Regions from separate parts of the Mus musculus genome. Here regions 1, 2 and 3 are each linked to region 4. Evidence: chromatin contacts called from public Hi-C data. All regions are on one chromosome and are shown on one strand. Each heading gives the region's core, a stretch centred on a gene start, on an enhancer-like site or on the middle of the called end of the contact. The rest is flanking DNA. Distances are from core to core; before and after follow the strand shown. Region 1 overlaps Exoc4 (exocyst complex component 4). Region 2 overlaps Plxna4 (plexin A4). Region 3 overlaps Lrguk (leucine-rich repeats and guanylate kinase domain containing). Region 4 has its middle 39 kb from the start of Gm22321.

The links. A called contact is a pair of places that touch in the nucleus more often than the background predicts.
Region 1: a Hi-C map of the N1E-115 cell line shows a contact between it and region 4, with 7 times the contacts expected there. The contact joins two enhancer-like sites. A contact is called at or near these places in 1 of 15 datasets of contacts at CTCF or cohesin (pro-B cells) and 11 of 484 Hi-C or Micro-C datasets (the G1E-ER4 cell line, the N1E-115 cell line, adipose-derived mesenchymal stem cells and 8 more).
Region 2: a Hi-C map of the N1E-115 cell line shows a contact between it and region 4, with 5 times the contacts expected there. The contact joins two enhancer-like sites. A contact is called at or near these places in 1 of 15 datasets of contacts at CTCF or cohesin (pro-B cells) and 5 of 484 Hi-C or Micro-C datasets (the N1E-115 cell line, granulocyte-monocyte progenitors, myocytes and 2 more).
Region 3: a contact with region 4 is called in a Hi-C map of the N1E-115 cell line, with 5 times the contacts expected there. The contact joins two enhancer-like sites. A contact is called at or near these places in 10 of 39 promoter capture datasets (the 3T3-L1 cell line, 3T3-L1-derived adipocytes, the C10 cell line and 5 more), 2 of 15 datasets of contacts at CTCF or cohesin (embryonic stem cells and pro-B cells), 5 of 484 Hi-C or Micro-C datasets (the HL-1 cell line, the N1E-115 cell line, adipose-derived mesenchymal stem cells and 2 more), 1 of 115 datasets of contacts at active chromatin or transcription factors (astrocytes) and 1 of 9 other capture datasets (embryonic stem cells).

The regions. Positions count from the first base shown.
Region 1 is chr6:33,927,349-33,931,486 of GRCm38.p6, reverse strand. All of the region lies in intron 17 of Exoc4 (exocyst complex component 4), which reads right to left. Among named protein-coding and RNA genes, the nearest start is that of Gm13853, 63 kb to the left of the region's middle. Within about 2 kb of position 1,561, at least 48 of the 459 cell types and tissues checked have an H3K27ac peak or open chromatin away from gene starts, as enhancers often do. A contact at or near this core is called in the N1E-115 cell line, where this site is marked.
Region 2 is chr6:32,477,146-32,480,925 of GRCm38.p6, reverse strand. The region is part of intron 3 of Plxna4 (plexin A4); the gene reads left to right. Among named protein-coding and RNA genes, the nearest start is that of Plxna4os1, 32 kb to the left of the region's middle. Within about 2 kb of position 1,620, at least 78 of the 459 cell types and tissues checked have an H3K27ac peak or open chromatin away from gene starts, as enhancers often do. A contact at or near this core is called in the N1E-115 cell line, where this site is marked.
Region 3 is chr6:34,031,915-34,036,055 of GRCm38.p6, reverse strand. The region is part of intron 1 of Lrguk (leucine-rich repeats and guanylate kinase domain containing); the gene reads right to left. Among named protein-coding and RNA genes, the nearest start is that of Gm38786, 4.3 kb to the right of the region's middle. Within about 2 kb of position 1,490, at least 21 of the 459 cell types and tissues checked have an H3K27ac peak or open chromatin away from gene starts, as enhancers often do. A contact at or near this core is called in the N1E-115 cell line, where this site is marked.
Region 4 is chr6:33,126,268-33,130,121 of GRCm38.p6, reverse strand. No RefSeq gene overlaps it. Among named protein-coding and RNA genes, the nearest start is that of Gm22321, 39 kb to the right of the region's middle. Within about 2 kb of position 2,166, at least 54 of the 459 cell types and tissues checked have an H3K27ac peak or open chromatin away from gene starts, as enhancers often do. A contact at or near this core is called in the N1E-115 cell line, where this site is marked.

The DNA of each region.
Region 1 (4,138 bases), core at 312-2,811, 800 kb before region 4:
AAGAAGTCTCAGAGTCTTTATTTTGGGGAACTAGGGTGTGGGTGGGCTTCAGAACCACCTTGGGCCTCAGTCCTCAGGTGTCTCTAACTTCCTTTTGGACAGATGGAGCTTATTAAGTGAGGGGGATTGGACTTAGCCTCAGGAATTTACCTATCTCCTCTTCCCCAGTGCTGGGATTACAAGTGTGGGCTACCACACTCAGCTATTTTTATACGGGTTCTGGGGACTGAGCTCAGGTACTCCTGCCTCAGCCACTTATTGGATGAGCTGTCTCATTGGTCTGTGTTTCTGAATTTTAAACATGTTAGTTTCAACACTAAACTTTTATTTATAAAACAAGAAGGGGGTCAGCTTCCAGCTTCCAATTTTTCAGTAAGAATTCTACTAAAATCAATAAGTGATAGTTCTTGGAATTTTTACATAGAACAATGTAACCCAGTCCTTTCAGGCAGAAGAACAGCCTCACACGGAAGGCTAACTTAATTTCTTAAGCACGAGACCAAAGAGGCACCGAAGGATACATAAAGACAATCTGATGGGAGATCTTGGGCAAGTTATTTCTCATTTCTATTCCCTGGGATCTTCATTGCATAATAGCATCTGCCATCTATGGTATTCTCTGAGCAATGCCAGTGCCAGCAAATAAGCAACAGTGAACAGATCCATTGTCTGCCAGGAATTGGGAGGAACCCCAAGTTAGAAACTGACTGTATGCTATCACGACAAGAAGGAAATCTTATTTAACTAAGGCCTTCACACGTGAGGCATGTCTCGGAGAACTCAGACCTTAATTAGAGGCAGGCATTTTTCTGGGGAGATTATGAGTTCTCATTGTTTTCAGGCGCTCTGGAGGCTATGCAGGCTGGTGAGGCATGCTCACCTGCATCCAAAAAGCCCCAATTAAACCATTAATTAGAGACCAATTAGTTTCTGCAATGTATGAGATCTACTCTAAGTATAATAAACTTAAGAGAGGCAAGACCAGAAGAAAACGGTATAGGCAGAAATGGGTAGCAAAGTCAAAAGAAGGTTAAATTCAAGAAAAGTAACATTATTTAAATAATGTAATAGACGGTCCTTAAGAAAACACTCTTGGATATCAAATTATACTCATTTTTGTTTTATCACTGACTTTTATTAACAGGTACCTTTTTTTTATATCAGGCAGTAAAAGCTATAAAACCCATCACTTGCCTGTTTTTCCTGGCTGCCAGGAGTCAGAGCTAGCTTTATTATCACCGCTGAATTAAAGCTCCTTCTCAGAGCTTCTAGAGGTCATCATTATTAAAAGAATGTTTGGCAGAAGACTGGCCTCATGTGACCACAAATCCAAACAGAAACTGGTCAGATGAAGCCCTTTAAAGCGAAGCTTGCAAAAAAGGTTGGGATTGGAAGGGCAGACATGACTGGTGGCAGGATAAAGCTGGTTTCAAAATGACTGCGGAAACAGATGCAGGGAATATTTTGTTTCTGGCCGAGCAAAGGAGTCTGCAAGGGGAAGCAGTCAGTGTTCAGCCCAGGCACTGAAGTCTTCAGTCACAGGTCTGTCCTGACAGCTGTGGGTGCTTCCAGTAGGTGGCAGCACGGCATCGCTAATCCTATAGCAAGCTATGCCCCGGTCACTCCAGGAAAACTTAACCTTTTTGCAAAAAACCAAAACAATGTCCCTCTGCAATAAGCCTGTAGAAGATAAGTATACACAACAGCCCCCAAGGGAGGAATTCGACATTCTCAGTCATGGCCGAGGGCATTCCTAGACTTAGCAAAGTACAAAGGTCAAGGATGAAGCAGGGGTCCCACTTAGCACGTTTAGTTTCTGGGCTGGGCTCCTGGTACCTCGAGGAAGAATCTGGGTAGGCGAGCTCACGTGGGATGTGGGTGACTTAAAAAGAGACATGGCTTTCATTCATCCTGAAGGAGGCTGATCTGTGCACTGACAGGGGAAGTAGCATTTCTACTCAGGTAGCAGCATGGCTGTGTGCTCTGTGCTCTGCTGGCTTTATGCATCACCATCTTACTGCCCTTGGCCTATGGACCCTTCCTTTCCGAGGTTGGATGGCTCCATGCTGACGCTTCCCCAGGTCTGTTTGTTTACTCCCACCCTTTCTGTTAAGCTTCCTGTTGTGTCTTAGACACATCTGCTCTGAAGTCCCACAGGCATCTTACACATATCCTCACACTGTAGCCCAGTCCTCCCCGTTCCCCTACCTTACTTGCTGATTCTGTGTGTAGATGCTCCAGGGTCATCCTTAACTCCCGTTCCTCTGCCTCTGACATTCAACCATTACTTAAGTTGAGCTGGTTTTTAAACTCCGTCTTACTTCCCATATCTGTTTTTATTCCTGCTAGCTCTGAGCAGAATCATGACCACACCTTCAGCAATCACTTTACAACTGAGAACATTTACAACTGAGGTCCTACTCAGTTGGGGCTACTGCAGTGAATGCTATAAAAAGAGCCCTTGCCTATGGAGGTCCCATTCTATTGTGGGTAGACAAGGTGAACAATCAGATATAAAATAGGTTAGGTATATGATAACAGGAGATAAGTGAGGGCAAGGGAAATGATGAAGGGGATGTTTCGAGTTATAGGCAAGAAAGTGGCACCCACAGCTTACCACAGGGGATCTCACTTCCCCCAGACCTCATCTTTCAGGGTCCCTCACTTTCTGCTTGAATGGCTCTTCCCCAACTCTGGATAAATCCACTTAGTATTTAAATTATGCATCACTTCCTTACAAATTCTTCCTTGATTGTTCACCTCTCAGGATGATTAGGGAAATGTGAAAATGCGTAGGATATTTCCTTGACAAAGTTCTCTATTAATGTGGTATAAAACTTGAGCTACTCATTTTCTATGACAAATCATTTGGGACTTTTAAAGCTTTAAAGCTCAACATAAAAAAAACTTACTGCAATATAATTCAGCTACCATACAATTTCCATATTTGAAGTATAGAGTTCAAGATCATTTAATATATCCAGAGTTGTACAGCCATCTGCAAAATCTATTTTAGAACATGTTACTCATTCCCAAAAGAAATCCTGAGTCCACATCTTCATTTTCTCACAAGCTCCAAACAGTAAGTAACTGCTAGCTCTGAAGATTTGCCAATTTTTGATATTTCGCACAGAGTCACATACAATGTAGCCATTCATGGCCAGCTTCTTTAATTTAGCCTCATGTGTAAAGGTTCATCATATATTAAATTTCATATTATGGCCACATAATATCTATTGTATGTATTCACATTTCATTCACCCATCAGTTAACACTGTTATAAAATTTGGGTAAAACTTTTTTAGTGCATTTATTTTTGATTTCTCTTGGGTAGAATCTCTGAATCATATGATAAGTCTATTTTTAACTTTTTGAAGAAGGGATAAACTGTTCTTCAAGGCCACTGTACCTTCCATTTTCCCACTAGCACTAGTTCCTCTATATTCTTATCAAAACATAAAATTATTTTTATTTTATGTATATGGGCATTTGCTGGCATGTATGCCTGCACCTTGAGTGTGCATTGTTCATAGAGGCTAGAAGAGGGCACTGAGTTCCTTGGAACTGGAATTACAAATGGTTGTGAGCCACTATGTGGGTGCTTGGAATTGAACCTGAGTCATCTGGAGGAGCAGTCAGTGCTCTTAGCCAAAGAGCCAACTCTACCCCCCCCCTTTTTTATTTGGACTGTGCAGGCAGGCTTATCTCAGTGTGGTGTTGATTTTCATTTCTCTAATAACAGATTATGGTGAGCATCTTTTCATGCTCACCATAAATCATCCACATGCAGATCTTCATGGCATAAATGTCTTTGATAACATTTTAACAGATTATTTTTAAAAAGAGGTTTTAGTCACACAAAGTTGAAAAAAGTAAGTTAGTATAAAGTTCTCAAGTAACTTATATTCATTATTCCTACTAACATCTTATATTAGTATGGCACATTTATCACAACTAATGAACCAACATTAATATACCATCATTATCTACAACCCAACTTCATCCAGACTTCCTTCATTTTTACTGCACGCTCTTTCAATTTTGGGACCCCATCCAGGATAGGAGAGACAATTAGGTGTCATGTGTCCTGGCTGAGATAGCTTCACCAACTATCGTGTTTGTTTGGTTTGTTTTTAAT
Region 2 (3,780 bases), core at 371-2,870, 650 kb after region 4:
ATTGTTCCTGGAACCAATGACCTGGGAGAAGGAGACAGGCAGAGCTCAGGAAGCTGAGACTCTGGACTCCCTCCTCCACTTCCCATAGCCCGGAAACAAGGCCCTAGATTTATAAGTTTATGCTTAATTAAGAGAACAGAAAAAAAAATATCATTTTGACTTTTAAGAATAAATGTAGAACAATCCAGACTAATTTTAATTCTCCCTCTAAAGCGTCAAGACCCCAGGTGGTGTGACCTTGACACAGTACTGGCCTTTTCCTCTGTGCCTTACCCTGTGCCTTACCCTGTGGGACCTTCTGCTGGCTAACTGTCTGCACTATCGTTCATCCTGGCTCTGTATCTTACCACCTTTCTTTGAAGCTTTGAACTCTTCACCTGCAAAAGTGCTGTCCACCCTACTCTCTTGCCTGTGACACTCTCCTCTCTTTTGTAACATCGCTCACATTGCCCCCCGGCAGAAGGACTTAGACCTTGGTGATCACCCCAACTTCTCAGTGTGTTTTGATTTCTCTGACAGCCCCTCAATTATGTGTCCTGGGTGATTCCCAGGAATGGCATTGATCAAACCGAAGGCCTTTGTTCTTGGGAATTGATTTCCTCTAATGTGACTGAAACTGACATGGGGTGGCCCTGGTGTGTTGAGATGTGAGCCTGGCCTTTCTTAGGTGACAACATCTATTTCTCATCACTTCCCATCCCCTTTAATAGCATAATATGCATTGCACTTTAGGGTGGGACCTACCTCCTAGAAATAGCTGCTTATTTTGTCCTTTTTTGCAAGTGTCAAGTCCATTCTCTTGAGTGACTTTCATGCCATCCTCCCTCCATCAGAAAGGTTTGTGGTTGCAGAGGTTGGAGCCAAGAAACCTTACTCCAGCTGAAGAACTGTCCTGGCACCATGACCCAGTGGTTGGAACCCTCGTAAATGTTTTACTCCAGGATCTGCAAACCGAAAGCCTCACTGTGACACATACTAAGAAACCTTGGGGGAACTGGTCAGCAAGTCACCAGCAGGGCAAGCCAGAAAGGGAAGCTTATCTCAGTGGAAGAACTTGAAAGTTTGCAGTTGTGACAAGTTTCCATTCTTTTCTGTAAAGGACAAGGGAGATTGTCCTCTTTGTTGGGCTTATATTATTGGCAGGAGGCAGAGCAATGGGCTCCAGCCACTTCTGCCTTCTGCCCACTGTTGTATCTATAAATACTCCACCACATAATATCCTGATGGGGTAGGGAGGGACTTGCTGGGACATGGGCCATATCTCTACAGTGAGAATGCTTGGCACTGCTTGTTCTTCATCCAGATCTTAGCAGTTCTGATCATCTGTGGACTTGCTGTGAGCCTTCAGCTTCATTGCCCAGGTCTGGGAGACCCTGGGAAGTTCAGGGTGTCCATGTCTCAGCTCCTTCAGCCTGCCACCTGCTGGCCACACTCTGGCCACTGCTCCTCATGGGCTTAGTGTCCCTCTAAGGGGAACTTTTTGCCTGCCACCTATGTTGTAGGGGCCAGTAGTGTCTGTCACTTCTCAGCTTGTCCAAGTGATGTTTCCCTGAGCACTCTGAGGCCCTGAGGCTGCTCTGCAAGATGAGATCATTGGTGCTAAATTTATCTCTGCTGACAGCCCGGAACTGGGTTCCAGGGCCCCTGCCTGGCTTGGGAGGTAGTCAGCCAGGAGGGGGATGGGTAGGTCTGCGGAATGATCTGCCCTAGCTTTTGCTGTGATCACTGTTGTCTGGTGAGAGGAGCTTTCTTTCTTCCTTAGACAATTCTTCCCGCTGTCTTTTGATCCTACGGGGTTCTCTGTATCAAGCGTTTGCTTTTCTACTCATAGCAGATCTTGGCAGCTTACAGGGTCAGTCTGAAGCTTAGGTAAGATGATACAGAAGATATTGAAAACAAAACAACACCACCACCACAATAAAACAAAAACAAGGGCAGGTTTGAGGAACCCTTTAGAGATGGGTATTTCATGTTTGGAACAATTGACCAGGATAAACATTAAAACTAACAAGCAAGAGTCAGTGAGGAAAATATTTCTGAGCAAGGCAAGATCTGGCTTTGTGCTTACAAAGACCTTTCTGTAGTCCAAGAAAAAGAAATGAAAATATGGAAAAAATTTGTTAAAAGCAAGTATGAGGGAAGGGAAGGGAATCTTAGGGGTGTGTGTGGGGGGGGAAGAGAAATGCCAGGTTGACTCCGACTGACCTCTTGGGAGATAGCAGAGGGGCTTAAAGCTAACAACTTCCTTGAGTTTCCTACTAAGCACAGGTGCTGAGAAACCCATGCCCACACACGTGGCTTTGATGCTTGGCTTATCAGACAAGGTTCGAAATGCTGCAGGTATGTCCTGCTGGGTGGTTTAAGATGGCACAGTATGTTTAAGAGTCTGGAAAATAAACAAGCAAGCAAATAACAAGGTAGGGAGTGCTGTACAAGGTGAGCCAGCACACATACGTCCTGCTTTGCTCTCCTTTGAATGCAGTCACTGGGAGCCTAACGCAGGAAGGGTAATCGGGTGGGTGACTGGGATCAGAGGGTGAGAGTTCTGCTCCCCCTGCCCCTCCCTCCATTTTGGCAAATACTTTAGAGTTCCAGGAGTTAGTAACAAGAGCTGGTGGGTCCTTGAACAAACCAGACCCCCAAGAACTCAAAGGGAAGATAGAGCTCTGCTCCCTGCCAGGGGGCTGAATGAGAGCTAACTTCTAGGTCATCCCTAGGGGTTCCAACAGAGGCAGAAGAGCTTTTCTGCTGGAAATCTCAAGTCAGTAGCCCCTTCAGGGGAGCCCAAGGACAAGGAGAGGGTGGGACCTGCCTCACCATGGACCAGCAATATGCTAGGTTCCTACTGCTGTGAATACATTTCAGGGGCTTGCTGAGTTAAGGCCAATGCTATTGTCTTACTGCCTAGAGGTCAGAATGCCACACAGGTGTCACTGGGCTAAAACTAAGGTGCTAGCAGGGCTTCCTTTCTACCTAGAGGCTCTTGAGGGCAATCTGTTTCCTGGCCTGCAACTGCTGGTAGAGGCCCTCACATTCCTTGGCCAGTGCTGTCCTGCTCCATCCCTAAAGCCAACAGCATTGCGCCTCTCCTACTTTCTTCCATTGCCTTGGCTCCCTGTGACCATAGCCAGGAAAAGGCCTTTGATTTTATGCCCTGATGTGATCTAAGCATGCCTATCATGTAGGGTGCTCTCTCTCTACCTCAAGGTCCTTAACCTTGTCACCTTCTAAGTCCCCTTTGATATGTCAGGTGGCATACAGTCTGTGCAGATCAGAGAGACTGAGGGGTTCTAGATTCTTCCCACCACAAGCAGAGGGTCCTATACAACTCCTGAAGAATTGCCAATGAGACTGTGAGGTTGGACATCTCAGGGGATGGACTTGAGAGACAGAGAGATAGTGGGCTAAGTTTTTACAGAGCCTGAGGATCCTGCCAAATTTTCTGTAGTTCCCAAGTATAGTACTTGAGGTTCTCTGATAGAAGCTAGATGAGAGAGAGTTCCCCCAACTTGTTGAGCCACGCAAGCCACCCTAGTTGAATCATTAGCTCTATCCTAGGCATTGGTCTCTTTCTTAGGCATTGAGTAAGAGTTCCCAACCTCTGTGGAGGTCTCATCGACTGGACTTGAGGTTTCACTGTATGTAGGACTGAAGGCTTTCTCCTGGTGTCTGGAGAGATTTCATAATGAAAGCTACTAGAATTCTCCCTGCTGTCCAGATTGCTTGTGGAGCAGCTTCTGAAGATCTGGGGTAGACAGTATCAGCAGGCAAGGCTGGGGA
Region 3 (4,141 bases), core at 241-2,740, 910 kb before region 4:
CATCCTCACTCCCCCGGTCATGGTTCCTACTGACTGACTGCCAGGTCCCAACAAGCTTCCAGAGAAAAGGCCATGTGTGTGTGTGTGTGTGTGTGTGTGTGTGTGTGGGTCACGCACGAGTGCCCAACATGTACATACTGTATACAGTTAAGTAAACACTCATCAAAGCCATGCCTTGCCACCACCCGCCACCGGTTTGTCAGGTGCCACTTCCCTTTGGTGTCCAAGGCTGGGAGAGCACAGGGGCCACAGGGACATGAATGTTGGTGGCCCTGTGCAAGAGCTCTGCTATCAACCTGCTAATCCTTCTGACAGCCCTGGGGCAGCACTCTTATCTCCAATTTAAGTAACTAAGGCTTAGAGGTTACTCCTGCTCAAAATGGCATGGCAGTAGGTAACAGAGCTGGAATGAAATGTCAGTCTGTCAGTCTGTCTGTGATTCTGCACTAGGCTGCTTACCCAGCCCTCAAAAGACGGTTGCATCAAACAAAGGCAATAATGTCTTGAAATCTGGTATTCTTGCCGAACAAACCAAGTCCTCAGCTCACTTCCTGGTTGCTGATTCTGTAAGATTCATCTAATTTACAAGATGATTTAGTGGGTCACTTCCTTGAGGAAGCTTGCAGTCAGTGGATGGGCAAGGCAGTGATGGCAGACAGGAGATACAACACGCCAATCTATGTCTCCTACCCTGAACTCTGCAATGGCCAGCACAGACACTGACATCAGCAAGATGACAGAAAACGGTCACCATGGCAGCCACGCTGACATAAAGTACTTAACCATGAAGAGCAAGCATATGAACTGTGATGGAAAACATCTGCTTGTTAGTTCTTTATTAACCCGGGAGCCAAGAATGCTGTTTGTTGTTGGTCCTGAGGTCCTAAGTATACAGAGTCATGTTGGTATAAAAAGAGGACGTCCCCAGGGAATATTGCCTGCTTGGAGATAGTGCATGGTTTTTGGAGTCAGGTGGGCTCAGCTTGAACCCCATAACCTGTCATGTGACTTGGGGGGAGGGCAAAGCTTTCTCTGAACCTCATTTCTCCACCTATAAATAGAAAGTGTGTTTTTCTTTAAAGCCGTTCTAGACACACCATCCCTCCAAAGTAGGCTGCGTTTGGTGTATTGATTGTTTGATGCTGAAGGCACTTGAAAAACCAGCGAACGCCCGCCAAGGAGAGACTTTCTCTGAACTGCTTTTATCTACAGAGAGGCAGATCCTTCAAAAGGAACTCGATTGTTGTAAATCCCCTCCCCGGGAGTTTCATCAGCTGGAGGAGACTGACCCTTATCACAGGAGCAGAGAGAGCCTGACACCACAGTGAGGCAGGCTGTGCCACCAGCTCTCAAATCTCCCAACTGTCCTAAGAGAGCCCGTGTGTCTTTCACATTTGCCCCCTCCCCGTCCCTTTAAGCGGCCTACATCCTCTCTCCCCTTCCCCTGTTAGCATGGTGTGCAGACCCTCAAATCTCACATCAAAATTGTTTCCAGATCGGCAGGATGACTGACTCAGAAGGTGGAGGCCCTTGCCTCGAAGCTTGAGGACCGGAACCCCACAGCAGCAAGAGAGAACAAATGCCTACGAGTTGCTGTCTGACCTCCACATGTGTGCCGCACACCTGAATAAATAATGATAATAGATTTTTTGACACTTATTGATTTTATATGTAGGAGTGTTTTGCCTGCAGGCTCCATAGGCATTTAGTGCCTGAGGAGGACAGAGAGGGTGTTAGAGCCCCTGGAATTGGAGTTAATGAATGGTGGTGAGTCACCAGTTGCATTCTGGGAACCAGAGCAGGATCCTCTGCAAGAGCAACACGTGCTCTGAACTGCTGAGTCACCTCTCCAGACTCTTCCATATTTCATTTGTAGGATTTGTTTGCTTGTTTAATTTGATCTGTATGGGGGTTCTTGTTTGCATTTAAGTCTGTGTACCACATAACTTATCTGGTGCCTTTGGAAGACAGAAAAGGGCGTTGGAGCCCCCTGGAAATGGATTAAGAAGATAAGATTAGAAGCCACAGTGTAAGTGTTAGAAATCAAACCTGGGTCCTCTGGAAGAACAGCCAGTGCTCTTAACCACTGAGCCATCTCTCCAGCCTTTCCCCCGGATTGGTTCTGGACATCTAGCTAACTATTCAGTGCTTGTTAAACGGTGGTTATTGGAGGAGAATCTACAACGGCTCATTTACTAACCCAGCATAATCCCTGACAACGATCTATAAACATCTGTCCTTGAGCCCACAGAGAAGTGGGGTCTTCACCCCTCAGCAAGGAAAACTTAGGTTTGCAACTGATGAGGGCCATTACAAAAACAAACAAACAAACAACTGTAAGAGGAGGTTTTAAAAAATCTTTCCCTATACTACCCTGATGCATGTAATATTAAAAACCACCATGCTCATACCCTTAGTCTGCGTTGACCTGCTCATCCTCACTTTACCTCATAGTGACCTCGTGGGTCCAGCTAGGAGAGCTAGGAGATTAGGAAGACCATCGCTTCTCTTCTATTCCTTATTTTTAATATTCTAAGGAGAATTAAAGAGACAATGTATAGAAAGCCCTTGGCATGGTGTCTGGGACACATCGAATGTGTCAATAAAAGTTCTGTGTGCAAAAGTCCCATGCCTGCCACGCTGCTCCCAAGTAGGAAGGACATTCATGCCTGTGTATGAAGTGTCTTGTAAAACCTAGGAGGGAGGGAGGTGGAGGCATCCTGCCTTCCTCCCAAACTTCCCACCTAGAGCTCCAGAGGTCACCTGACTGCACAGGACACCATTTCCTTACTTATTCAGGAAGGCCTGTTGGTCACCACAGCTGTGGATATCGAGTGGGTAAAACTGCCAGCGTTCTCTCAGATTCCGAAGCCAAGGCTCCACACTCGAGGTTCCTGGAAGACGTTATCAGACCTTTCTGCCAATGGGCAAACAGGCCTCTTCCCATTTGACCTATTGGCAGAATAACCCAGCTCCTTGTTCTGGAGATGTCCTTGCCCCAGCGGAGCGTGATCATACAGCTAGCATGTAGCTCTTCTTCTCCTACACCTCTGGATTGGTCCCTTCTCACACTCGTCTTCACCTGCACATCAGCGAAGAATCTGTTTTCCTATACTGCTGTCCTTCCCACCTCCCCTCCTCTCCCTGGCTTTTCCTTCCTTCCTGGCCTATTTCACAGACCTAGAGCTATGAACTCCACAGCTTCTGCCTCTGAGATCCCTCCTCCCTGATTTTCAGTCATATGATTCTTAAACCCAATTCCTTAATATATAGTAACGTCTGTCTCTGATTCCCTTTGCCATGACCCAGTATCCCCCACTGTCCTGTCTCACAGTGACAATGAGGTCTCTGACACCCAATTGGTGATGGTTTCATCGTAAGTGTTTTATCTTTAACCTACTTTATGTTCCAAGCACTCCCTTAGTCCGGAATCTCCCCGCTCCCCTATAGATACTGCTAGAATACATACCACCCTATCACCTAAATTTACCTGGTCATCAGAGAACTGCTTACAGTATCAAGTGAGTGTCTGTGCACAGCCCAGAGCCTAGCCCTACCCCAGCTTCAGCTGCTTGTTCCGCTCTTACGTTTTAACTCCCAAGTGCAGCTGATCCTGTCTCTGTGTATGAAACTCCAGGTGCTGCTTGCTGTGACATACCCATGTGTCACTCTGAGAGCATGGACCCTGCATGTCTTCCGTCACATCTCAGTCACAGCGTCGTCTTCTATTTTAACTGCCATCACTTACTTATTCCATCTGTAACTTCTGAGTGCCTACTCTATCCAGCAGATGAAAACTTTACGGTAGTCTCTTACTAAATTTGGAGTCTGTAACTATCCCAGTGAATAGGCACTGTGGCTCACATTGAGTGACTGGTACTGGCAATGGGAAGTTTTCACGCACCAAATGTTGGGTCGAGACGCGGTCAAAGAGTGTTTCCTGTTTCCTATTAAGCAATTGCTTGGTAAATGTTCGTTCCATAGGGCTAAAACCACTTTAACAAGCTACAGGTAGCAATTAGAAATGTCTGAATTACTGTTTTTAGTATCAGGACTCTACTATGCTAAGTGTTTGGGATTTTTACTACACTTTCTATTTGTATGTGTATTGTGTACATGCACACATGCCACAGCACACATG
Region 4 (3,854 bases), core at 917-3,416:
GGAACAGCAAGAAGGCACGCTGCAAGAGCCAGAACATCCCCACTTTAAATAGCAGCTCCATCACTAAGAGTTCTAACCTTGCACCAGTCCCAACTAGAAAAAAAGGGATACCAATGCCCCTTCCCATCTGTGGCAAGACTTAGAGACAACATGCAAACCCTTCAGCACAATGCCTCATACAGGGAATGTGTGACCGAGACAGGCCTGGATCTGAGTCTCTGCTTTGTCAGTTGCAGGTTGGAAAAGACAGAAAAGTCCCTCCCTAACAAAACAGGGGCAGGAAGACACCAACCCTTTTCTAGGATGAGGCTGCTTAGGTGATGACAAAACAGCTCTTCATTACAATGAGAAGCACAAAACAGGCTCACACTTTGAAGCCATGGCCTTCGTCTTTCTTATTGTTTTATATCTGGGTCATCAACAGTGGCCATCTGAGGAAGGGAGTCAACACCAAGGTGACCCGATCTTCCGTGACCTGATCTTCCGTGGGAGATGTTTATGTAGTCAGTGAGACTGGAGGGATTAACTTTGTCTCATTCAGTGTCTCCAGGTGATGCCTTCAGAGAGGCATTTGTTTAGCTGAAATCTGTTAAAATATAGCAGCAGTAGCTCAGGGATTCCCAAAGTGCACGGGGCTGTGGCCCTTCCCAACCCTAGCACTCTGGGACTGAGAGATCTTGCTGCCAATAAACAGCAGTTATGAGCTTAAATTGAAAAAAAACACCCCCAATTTGGAAGAACTGAGAGAGTAAAGGGAAAATGTGGGTGCTCCTCAGACAGGAGAGGGATGCTGGGACAGACAGACATCCCTCTCTCCCTTCCTGAGTCGGACTTCCTTCTCTCCCTTCTCCTCGCCATCTATGAAAGTTTGTCAGCTTTTCATTTGTTTTATTTATGTTTGCTTGGTTAAGAAAATGACAAAAAAAATCATATCTTGTTCCTATGAACACTCTTCTAGGCACTTTAAAAATACTGTATTTGTTAAAACAAGCATGTCTGCAAGTACAATCATCAGGGTATGTGTGGGCCAATGTGCATCAGGCCTTCTGCAAAGGTTTATCTGAGCTTTTTATTCCCTCTCTATGTGCTCTGTAGTGTGTTCTATGGCAGTGTTTCTGTAACTAAATGTGTGTCACTTACTCATTGGCTATTTTAAGAAAACTGTAACACGTCATGACAGGTACACATCCTGGCCTGCCTGGACTGGCATTCTGACAGGAAGAGTCCAACAGTCAGTACTTTACATTATGATTATTCCAGGCTGCAGCATTCAGCATGAGTATTTCATCCGATGTTCTCTCTGGAAACAAGTTTCCATGGTGGGAGGGTGACAAAGGCCCAGTGGCTTGGTTCTGGGGTACCAGATTACCCACGGGTGTGACAGAAGACTCAGACAGGGAGCAGGGGACTCAAGGGCTCCTTTCTGTTCAGTCCTTCCCTGAAATGGTCATTGATGTGTGTGGGTCACACTTCTCTTCCCAAGTCACCACACTTCCCTGGGAGCTCCCACAGGGGCACACATGTACCCATACAATCTTAATGCATGGATCAGAGCATCGCTGAGCCCAAAGGCCATGCTGTTACGGGGCTTTCTTATCCCTTCATCTCCTGCAGAGGCTGTTTCAGCATGCCATGGGGTATCTGGGGATGATAAATTTTCTTAGGAAAATCATATTAAAGTTCAATTTGTTAAACCAGTCTCCTGATCTTATCAGTGGTGGGCAGTTGTTTTAGCACCAGAACCAGGAAGTGATAAATCCTTTAGGCTGAGTCTGCAGATGGTTATCCTTTCAGTGTGGATGAAATCAATGGGGAAGTCATCTAAGGGAATGTCCTCGAAGCTTATAGAACAGCAGCTAGGAATATTGCTTGATCAGATTGTAACCATGCATTATTTTCCCCTGGAGTGTGTGTGTGTGTGTGTGTGTGTGTGTGTGTGTGTGTGAATGATTTCAATAACAACGCTTTCAAGTTTCAGCTGGTTGGAACAGTCTTCTTCTGGCAGAATCAGCAGAAACACCTGTTACCCATAATCCTGTTCTCCACACACAAATTCAGATGGCTAACCATTGCCAAATGTTTCCTGAAGAATTCTAGAAACCAGGCTGGGAAGAGGGCGGTTTTATGCTACTGGCCGTGAACTCAGACCCACAAATCAAGTGCTTATCAGAGAGACTGGGGCACAGAGAGAGATACTCAAGCAGGCAGAGGGACACTACATGTAGGAAGAGCCTGTCTTCATGACACTTCATGGAGAGATGACTGTGAGGCTCAGCAGGTGAGTGCCTTTCTGGAAGCAAGTAGGGAGTACCCTTTGCTCCTCTTGCTTAGCCACCTATTCTGTGCTAAGAATGCTCTGTGTGCTGGGCACCATGCCCAGCAATGACAGTGAGATGCTTGGAGAAAGCATTCTTTGTTTGGAGAGCTCAAGATTTAGGTCAAGACCCAGCAATCTACCCTGATTATTCCTTTACATCCGAAACAGTTATTTAATCACTGAATTGATGCAAAAGAGTATTCTGTGGTCCGTGTAAATGGGATGAATTTCAGAGTCCAATCCATTGTTAAAGCCTTGGTGGAACACAGCCTTAATCATACATTTCTATATCACCCATGTTTACTACAGTATACCATAGACGAGTCATGGCTGCAAAGCCTGACTAGTGACTGTCTAGCTCAAAAAAGAACAAGTTGGCCAATGATGGTCTAAGGGTACAGACAGGGGGAGCTATTTAAAATGCTGGGCAGTAATAAGGCCAGCTCAGAGCATCCTCAATGTGGAGATGCAGACAACAGAGACATGAACCAGTCATTAGCAAATTTTACTGCTGTTACAAGGACATTGAATGAGCCATGGGGGGGGGGTGTCTCTTGAAAGCAATTGAAGGTGGGGCTGGTAGTGTCTAATATTCTGTATGACTCAACAGACCCATCAAATGAGTGAGAGATGTGGAGAAGCGAAGGAGAAGAGACTGGGTTAGGCTTGAATTGCATTAAAAACAAATCTGGAGATTAACTTGAATCCAGGGAGTGATTTGGTGGTGGTGGTGGTGGTGGGGGGGGAACGTATCTGGGAAACCAGGAATGGAAGGTAGGGAGGAAAACCAATAAATAGCTAAGGAATGTTTTGTTTTAATGACTGGAGACTGCTGTGGGTGGCTGGTCCTTACTCCTTGAGCTTCTCTGAGAAAGAGTGAAGCAAGTCTTGGGGGTTGCTCTCTGTTCCTGCTGAGGCCTTGACTCACTTATGAATGGCTGAGCTTATTACGGCCTCTGTATTTCCAGGTCTCACCTGCAGGCGGCTTCCGAGTCCCTTCTGAGGGATGTTGAACAGAAGCCAGAGAAGTGTGTAGGGAACTGTCCACCGCTGCTGTGCTGAAATCCTGGTCCTAGAGTGGTAGCGCGATGCCTGCTATCCTCTGCTGAAGAGCTGTCAAAGCAGCTGAGCTAGGACTGAGTTAAGTTTTGGCCCCAGGCTGTGATTCATTCTGCTGTACTGACTTCTCCTGCTGCTGGCTGCTCAGATTCCTGCCGGCTGAACGTCCCCTGGGGGATCCTTGTGTTTCGTGCTCTGGATGGAACACAGCCCTGTATTTGGAAAGCCTTGATACCAACTGGACTTAGCCTGCCTTGTCCTGGTTGACTTAGTAAACCATATATATCTTTTCAGACTAGAAAACGCTGCCCCTTTTAACTCATACATGTGTGATAATAATTACCTTGCTTCAAGCTTTTAAGAAAACATTGTGTAGATATGATGGAGTTACTATTCTTTCTGTCATTTCTTCTCTCTAATGCAAAAGACTTTCCAAGTGTTAAATCACTGCCATGACGTTGCTTGATTACCCACCCCC